Linked DNA regions of Zea mays: region 1 is linked to region 2. A link is a contact called in public Hi-C data. All regions are on one chromosome and are shown on one strand. Each heading gives the region's core, a stretch centred on a gene start, on an enhancer-like site or on the middle of the called end of the contact. The rest is flanking DNA. Distances are from core to core; before and after follow the strand shown.

Region 1 (4,913 bases), core at 1,214-3,713, 220 kb before region 2:
CTGCTTCACCTATAATTAATTATTTTATGTGTCATTTTGATTTCATTCAACTTAATTTATGTTAGGAGCTTTCTTTTCTTTTTCTTTTGGTGACGAACATTGTATTGTTTATGTCTTTTTGTTATTACTGATCCATTGGATCAGATCTCTAGTGCCATAACATTGCCAATTTTTTAGGGCAAAGCATTATGTCCTTAGGGATGTGGCTGACGTGTCTGCATGTTGTGGATTTTGAATGAATGGCTGACTGCTTACTTGCTTGGGTGAGGGAGTATATGATGGCTTAGCCTTTAGCAGCCTGGGTGGAATTATTATATCTCGCAAAATAACGTAGCTGGATAGTCAATTAATGAGTTGTCAACAGTCTGCCTTTTTGGGATCTTCTGTTAAAAACACGGGAATTCAAATTTGGATCATTATATTTTTGTATGTTTAGTAGATGTGCTGCTAACAAAATGTATCTAATACAGGAGACTGCTGCCAAATTTGATTCTTATTGAAGGGTGAATTGGGCCGACATCTTAATACCTGACCCAACTTCTTATTTTCAGGACAGAGGAAGACGGAGACCTAGCATGGACAGTCGTCTGAAATTTGACCGTGGCAGTAACAGAGACCATGATAAAGCTGATAGAGATGGAGTCAGGTATGGTAGAGGTGACCACTCTCCAAGCCGTGATGGGCCTGATGATCAGATGTTTGATGGTTTCCGCGGACGGCCCTCGAATGCTCCTTTTGTTGCTGAATTCCCAGCTCCACCGATATTGATGCCAGTACCTGGTGCTGGGTAAGTGGAAAGGCATGCATTTCAGCATATTTCAATTGCAATTAGGGACTGCTAAGTGCTAACTACTGTGGCTGCTATTGTTTTCAGTCCCTTGGGCCCATTTGTTCCTGCACCTCCAGAGATAGCGATGCATATGCTGAGAGAGCAAGGGCCACCTCCTCCTTTTGAACCAAATGGCGCACCACATGGCAATGCTGGAATGCTTGGGCCAATGATGGGTGGCCCAGCACCGATTATAGCTATGCCTCCAAATTTCCGCCATGATCCTCGCCGCCTGAGAAGGTTTACCCCCAGTTTCAGAATCTTGTTTTCCTCATGTTTGGGTGCTCTGATGTTCATGCAATTTTGTTGCTGCGAAGGCTAATTATTCTTTTTTGGATGAACTTTAAAAAATGTCGCTGTAGTTTTTAGTGGGATTTTTTTTGGCAACAAAATGCAACTCATACCTGGCTTTGGTTGCAGTTATAACGACCTCGATGCTCCTGATGAGGAAGTCACTGTCCTTGACTACAGAAGCTTGTAGGGTCCAGCACCTCCAGATACCCGTAGTCAAGTTTCCCGTTCCCCCATTGGTGAATTGGGCTTTTTTCTCTTTATGAAGGCAAAAGATGGAAGGTTATGTTCAATTAAACCAATTTTTGGGTCACCTGTAGTCTGTTAGATTCTGTTGTAACTTGAATACTCTGTGGATGCACTGCGGTTGCTACAGTTCTTGTCCAACTTTTTTTTGACACAGTGCTGTAATAAATAGGCGTCTGTTTGGAACCTGGGTGGGGTGGTTGTAGTGAGAGATACGTACTTCGCCACCTTGTTGCAGTCTGCAATGCCCCTTGAACATTTGCTGCAATCCGTGACTTCGTCAGAAGTCAGAACGAAGACTTGGTACTGGGTGTTGAACGGTTTACAAACAATAAGGTCAAAATTCTTATCAACTCGCAATATCTGGACTCAGGTATTGGCAGTGTAGCGAAAGTGTGTAGTACCCATGAACGTGCATGATTTGTTTGTTGTAAAAAATGTAGAAAGAAAAAGCATGTGACAACAACAACAGTCTTCCAATTAAGTGTAGGCTAAAGTTAAAACTCAACAAGTGTTGTTTTTTCATTCATTTCTAACTAAAGTTTAGATACGTGGACAATTATTGCTTTACATTTATTTATTTCTACTCAAAGCTAATTCAGTAAGCGTATGCTAAAGTCAAAACTCAACAAGTATAAACTATGAGTCGAAATTCTTTGGAAGAATAAATCAAAGTTTAAATACGTGGTTAGTTGTTTTTCTTATTCATTTCTAATACGTGAATGGTTGTTGTTTTATATTTATTTCTATTTAAATCATTTTTATCTAAAACTAGATGTATATTTAGAAACAAAAAAAATCAAGTGATGCTACGATCAAATCCAAAATATAAGGGGTGTAATCAGATCAGACGTAGACGGATAATACTTGTTTCATATTTGTTTTTATATTTCTTTTTGAATTCGGATCGGATATAAATATTATTAAGTTGAGATAAAATTTAAATGAATAACATCTTAAATAGGCAACTTTAAGAATACGAATGATAAAGAGTGGATACAAAGTATCGATCGGCCTTTTTTAAATGGATCGAATTTGAATACCAAAGAATAATATCTCTACTATTTACATCCCTAAAAGTATATTTGTAATGCTATTATTTGAAAGACTGTTATTTGGCCTTCTTAACTATCTATTGCCTTGGTCTTATTTATTTGCCGGCTTTTTCTCCATTGGTTCTCGTCTGGCTAGCTAAGTCCGCACGCTTTCTTTCCTTGTTTCTCCAAGCCCCCGCCCCCTCCCCGAGCTATGATACCAACCGTACAGGCAGATATTGTAGATAGATTGCCCCTCATGTCTCGCGCGCTTGCGATTAGTGTTATCAACCCGTAGGAGCAGCAGGAGGCCAGGAGCTTATGTGCCTTCTTGTACGCTGCCATCTGTCATGTGACCAATTCGTCGAGCATCCTATAGGCATCGGGCAATGCCAAATCCTGGGCAGTTGATCCAGCGTCCTTGTTGTTTTCCTGATGAATTCGGCTGCTGGTGTTAGCTATTGAACCTCGTTCTTTCCCCTCACACACTGATGAAACCCGAAGTCTCCTGTTGCTAGTCGGACAGCGCGCGCGGCGGCTGTTTTTCTTGTTAGTTACCATCTCATGTTACCTCATCTTACTTCCGTTTCCAGCAAAAATCCATGTGATGTTTCGACTAATCTACCGTTTGTGTGCTTCAAACTGTTGCAGGGTTATCTCTTGATTCTTGGTTGGAAATATACCATACAGCAGTAAGGAGAAGTCAGCGAATATGGCAGACGCGCTGTTTGTTGTTCTCAGGAAAGTTGCCCTTTCCCTGGGAGAAGGCGCGCTGGTGAAGATTGGCACGGACGTGGTCGAGGCAGCGCCCATCTTGACAGATTTTGAGCATGGCATGCGACAAACCGAGGGCGAGCTCTTGGTCCTGCAGGCCTTTATCGGGCAGGTCCGGGCGCAGAAGGCCGGTGACAAGGCGTTCGGCGCATGGTTGGACCAGGTTAGAGATGTCGCCCATGAGGTAGAAGATATCGTTGACGAGTATGCTTACCTTACCACGCAAGCCATGGATGCAAGCAGCTTCTTCAAGAGAAAGTTCCATCAGGTGAAGAACTTTGCAGCGTGGCAGAAGCTACCGATCCGGATCAGTCAAGTGGAAGCTCGGGTCCGGAGGCTGTCCGAAATGAGGAGCCGGTATGGGATTTCGGTAGGCGAACAAGACAGGGGTAGCAAGTTACAGCAATCCAATCAGTTCTCTGCGTCAGATTTTGCTTACCTAACTGATGATTCTGAAATAGTAGGGCATGGCGAGGAAATCGAGAGACTGACACAGTGGCTGCTTGAGGAGAATCAGGACCGAACTCTGATAGCCATCTTTGGTATGGGTGGTCTAGGTAAAACTACTGTTGCAAGCAGTGTCTACAAGAACCAAAAGATCAGGAGAACTTTTGATTGCCATGCATGGGTCACGGTATCTCAGACTTACCAAGCTGAAGAGCTTCTGAGAGAAATCATGAACCAGTTAATAGAGCAGAGAGCAAGTTTGGCAAGTGGCTTCATGACCATGAGTCGCATGAGATTAGTTGAGATGATACAGAACTATTTGCGGGACAAAAAATATTTTATTGTCTTGGATGATGTATGGGATAAAGATGCTTGGTTGTTTCTGAACTATGCATTTGCCAGAAACAATTGTGGAAGTAAAGTGCTGATAACAACCCGGAGAAAAGATGTGTATTCTTTGGCAGTTCACAGTCATGTAATTGAACTTAAAACTCTTAACTATGCTGAATCATGGGAACTCTTCTGCAAAAAAGCATTTTTTGCATTGGAGGGCAACATATGCCCTAAGAATCTCACGTCTTTGGTGGAGAAAGTCGTTGATAAGTGTCAAGGATTGCCATTGGCTATCATAGCCATCGGAAGGATTCTATCATGCCATGGATTAGATGAATGGGAGTGGGCATTTTTCTACAACCAACTTAATTGGCAGTTAGCTAACAATTCAGAGCTAAGCTGGATCTCTACTGTCTTGAATCTGAGCTTGGATGATCTCCCAAGTCATCTGAGGAGCTGCTTTCTATACTGCAGCCTATTTCCTGAAGATCACTTTATTAAAAGAAAACAGATAGCCAAGTTATGGATTGCGGAAGGTCTTGTGGATGAGAGAGGGGATGGGACAACAATGGAGGAAGTTGCTGAGCATTACCTTGCAGAGCTAACTCACCGTTCTCTTCTTCAGGTCATAGAAAGAAATGCAAGCGGAAGGCCAAGAACGTTTGTTATGCATGATCTTGTGCGGGAAGTGACCTCAATAACCGCTGAAAAGGAAAAGTTCGCGGTGATACATGGCCATGTTGGTACAACCCAAGTTTCCCATGATGCGCGCCGCTTGTGCATCCAAAAAAGTGCAGATTCTCAAAACTCTTTAGCAAATTCACATCTTCGATCATTCATTTTATTTGACAATTTAGTACCGTCTTCCTGGATAAATGATGTCTCATCACGTTTCAGACTGCTGAGGGTCTTAGGCCTAAGATTTACTAATATTGAACAAATGCCGTGCGGGGTCACAG
Region 2 (4,327 bases), core at 521-3,020:
CGACTCATACAAGCCCACAAGTAATACATCTCACAGTGGAGTAGGGTATTACGCTCCAGCGGCCCGAACCACTCTAAACCCTCGCGTGCTCTCGTGTGTTGATCCACCAGACTCGTAGCAAGCAAAACGCTTAGGCCCCTCCTCTCTTTAGGATTTAGGGCGGGTGCAATCCGCCACCCGGCCGGGGAGATTTCCTCTCCGACAATCCCCATTGTGCCAGAATGACAGACTATAATGATATATCTGATCGATGAAAAATCTCTGATGGATTACGATATTTGATGGACTTTTGTTATACCATCATAGATATTGCAATGGATGAACACCTGGAGCGATGTGTCATATTTAGAATATGTACTATTGCAACTATATTATCCCCTAAAGTCCTATAGAAGGACATGTTACTTGCTTTGCACAACTATGTATAAATTGCGGTGTAAGATAGAAAATTATAGCACCATAACCTCATCCATTCTCGTTATTCCAAATGAACAACGATACATATATCTTGAAGAATATGCTTGAGTTACGAGGGATAACAACTTTGACATATGTCATCGTCAGGGGGAGCGAATGCTTATATTGATCACAATCGTGAGACTATAAATGTCATATTATATGCCCTGAAAGCATCATCTTGATGATCAATATGTGAACCTTTATGGAAGTTTCTATCAAATATAAAGATCTAGTCGATCGAACACTATCAGTCAAAGTGGCTTATTTATGTTGATATGTGCACTTACCTCGTATATCCTAGAAGTGAGTAGAGGTGAAGTTCCTGATATCATCCTTGCAATAGTATGCAATCTGTTTGCTAAATCTCTATGTGCGTAAACTTCCAGAAGAAGATGTTGTGCCATATTGATACGGTTTTGCAAGTATCAGGGAGAACACATTTCTAAATTTAGCCCTTGTAGAAGATTCGATGGAATCCTGATCCAGAAGATCGAAATTTGTCCTGATGACATTTGCTGTACTCTTTTTTCTTGATGAGTTTTTCTGAAGTTTCTCACATAAGGTTTTTAATGAGGCAACAAAGTGCAAATGCAATTTGGGTCACCATGTACTATTTCTCCATATTTTTCTCACTGGGTTTTTGGGAGTTTTAAAGATGCATGTGTTGGTCGCGGTATTCGCCCAAGGGGGAGTGTAACCCTAGTTAAGGTTATATGGGCAAATACCGATTTTGCACCTGAAAGGTCTCACATCTCTATATAAGGAACATATACACACCTTCATATGATGGAGATAAGAAAGAGACCAGAGGCCCAACCCTATATCCTGTGTCTCGTGTGTTTTTCTGTCGTGCTTATGGGAAGGGAGACGAGCCTTCTACAACTTCTCGCGCCTAATCTGCTGACGGGAGGGAAGTGATCGGATCTGATGATCCGTGGTAACGTAGTTCTTAACACTAACATCCCTCTCCCCCGGCCATGCATACACATTGGTCTCGTCCATTTGTTTGTCTCAGTTCCTGTTTTCTTTTCTTCTCCTTTTGTCGGTTCTTTCTTCAACTTTTTTTGGCGGTTTTGTAAGAAAAGAGATTCAGTTAGATGGAGCCTGATGAAGAGGTGAGTGGTTCTGATATTGGTCCTGTTTTATTTTGACGGAATCCAATCAGTTTGGACCTACAAGGAGACAGGTGTACGGGGAGCAGGCCCAAACTGAAAGTTTCGATGGTTTAAATTTTTTTTTGTTTTTACAAACTGCGAAAGGGCATTTTAGCAGATGTGTATTATGGTTTGAAAAGGGCATACGAGCGAAACCCGTTAGAACGAAGCCCACGTCTGATAAGGGCAAATAAGCAAATAACTCGCCACAGACTTGTTGTCTGTCTCCCCTTGGTTCTCGGCGGCTCAAGCAGCGACAGACTCATCATCGAGTTGTCATCGATTCCTCGTGGAGGTCTTGCTCGCGGCGGAGGTAGGCGGACCTTCTTCGCTTCTTGCCCTAGGCTTCGATTTGATCACAAGTTCACAACATGGAGACAGTACTAGAGAGTTTGTTGCGCTCGCTGTTATCCTATTCTTATCCCTACTGTCACCAATCCGTAGCAGGACGGTGTTACGCTGCCGTCACTTGCGATTCATCCAACACCCTATCTCCTGCGTTGCATAGCTGATCCATGGCTACCACGCCATGGATACTTCATAGCGGGATTTGGGAACCGAACCCCCGTTTCATTATTGTTTGGGGAATCTTTTAGATCTCTTTGGATTAGTCATAGTTTCCTGAAAATCTGATTTTAGCTGTGTTTTCAAGAAAATTTACTTCATAGCTGGGTTTGGCTACACCGCTACACACCTCTAGGATTTCCAAATTCGTGCATATATTTTAAATCTATGCTCGTATATTGTAAATTCGTTGGCTGCCATCGGCAGCTCAATTTCTTTCTTTCTTCCCCTTATTGTTTATAGAGTAAAGTGCATCTTTCAAACTCCTGGTTCGAATCCAATCCGATTTTGAACTTCTTAACTACAAAAGTGGATTGGCGGCACCGTCCAACCAGGGGCAAATTTGGTACTCTAATTAGTTATGAAGGTGTTTTACTATCTGATTTGATATCTATAAATCACAATAATATTATTTTAAATCATAAAAATATGAAACTACTTCTAGTTTTTTTTCAAAAAATGATGTCAATTTGTTGTTGCCTTATGTAAACTTATTTAGATCCTATTTCTTTAATAATGGGCACAATTGCAAGTAATAAAGAAATAAGAATAGAAATAAACTACTTCCAAATAATTATATATAGATCATAAGCAAGTACATAATACTTTTAGAAAACAAACAATACTAGTTTCATAGTTTTTCGATTAAAGTTAATCAATTACGAATTTTAAGAGACCCTCTCCACTCGTGTGTTGCTTTTGTCCTCCACTCGTGTGTTGCTTAATGGCCATCCGGGGAACCTCATTTCACATCAAAGAGGTCTACGACAAGGAGACCCTCTTTCTCCGATGCTTTTTATTCTTGTCATGGATGTGCTTAGTCAGCTTTTCTCGAAAGCAGATGAAGAAGGATTGTTACAACCTCTTCTATGCGGCTGCAACATCGTATTTCTCTTTATGCTGACGATGTGGTTCCCTTCATTCATCGTGTGGCGGAGGACATCAATATGGTTTTAGACATCCTTCACCTTTTTGGAGAGTCTTCTGGGCTATACGATAATAACCAGAAATCCAATGTCTATCCCATCAATTGTCATGAGGACAATCTTGAGGTGATTCAATAGTTTTGGCCTTGTGAGTTATCTAGTTTTCCTTGCAAATATCTTGGTTTGCCCCACTCCCTACATAAATTAAGGAGGGAGCAAGCACAACCCATTGTGGACAAAATAGCTAACCAACTTCTAGGATGGAAATATGATCTGTTGACTAAAGCAGGAAGAAGTGTTTTGGTGCAATCTGTTATGACAGGGATGCTGATTTACATTGCCATGGTTGTGGATTTGCCTTCTTCAACTATGAAGGACATTGATAAAATTAGAAAATCTTCATTGAGTCGGGTTGGGCTTTGAAAATGTGTTGGGCTTGGCTGCAGAAGACTTTCTTAAGAAGATGATTAACAAGAGGACAGTTCAGGAGGCGATCAGAGATAATCTGTGGATAAACGACATTAGCGGGAGTTTATCGGTTAGAGCCCTTGCAGACTTTCTTCTCCTTTGGGACATGGTTGCTCAGGTTGAACTTCATCTAGATAAAGAGGACAGACATATTTTTCGGTTGGCTGCTAATGGCAAATATTCGACTAAGGGCTCTTTCTTGAACCCGTGCAGTTCGAGCCATATGAGATGATTTGGAAAACTTGGGCTCCACCCAAATGTCGTTTCTTCTTGTTGCTAGCTGCCCTTAAGAAATGTTGGACAACTGTCAGACTTGAAAAGCGGGGCCCTGCTCACACGGAAAGATGCTCTTTTTGTGATCATGAAAGGGAGACAATTGTTCATTTACTTGTTACTTGTGTCTTCTCCAGGGAATGTTGGTTCCTCATGCTCAGGCTATTTGGGTTGCAAGTTTTGGCACCACAACCATCTAATAGAAATTCATGTAGTGGTGGCAAAAAGTCAGTGAGCTGTTCATGGTCCTTTCAGATATGGTCTCAATTCTCTTATTGTGCTAGGTGCCTGGGTGTTGTGGAATCATAAAATATGTAGGAAGGAGAGATTGCGTATAATGTGTTGGATGTATTGCATTGAGCCTCTAGGGAGAATATATAGAAGTACATGACTTGGAGGGCAAGAAGGTTATCCTGAAGATAAGGAATGTTATCTTAGATATAAGAAAGGTTATCCTAGGATTACAATCAATCCTAAACCAAC

What was found. Hi-C and Micro-C count contacts between places; a contact is called where the count stands out from the background.
Region 1: a Hi-C map of leaf shows a contact between it and region 2, with 4 times the contacts expected there. The contact joins the promoter of LOC100217120 here to the promoter of LOC103626401 in region 2. A contact is called at or near these places in 3 of 25 Hi-C or Micro-C datasets (ear and leaf).

What each region holds. Positions count from the first base shown.
Region 1 is chr5:57,606,838-57,611,750 of Zm-B73-REFERENCE-NAM-5.0, reverse strand. It overlaps LOC100217120 (disease resistance analog PIC11), which reads left to right and starts at 2,463. Exons shown (of 3, transcript NM_001359620.1): 1 at 2,463-2,949; 2 at 3,052-4,913. The coding sequence starts at 3,113. LOC100279372 (putative SERRATE-related C2H2 zinc-finger family protein) reads left to right here. Exons shown (of 12, transcript NM_001152388.1): 10 at 552-787; 11 at 875-1,069; 12 at 1,250-1,596. The coding sequence ends at 1,310.
Region 2 is chr5:57,385,306-57,389,632 of Zm-B73-REFERENCE-NAM-5.0, reverse strand. It overlaps LOC103626401 (disease resistance protein RPM1), which reads left to right and starts at 1,770. Exons shown (of 4, transcript XM_008646806.3): 1 at 1,770-1,926.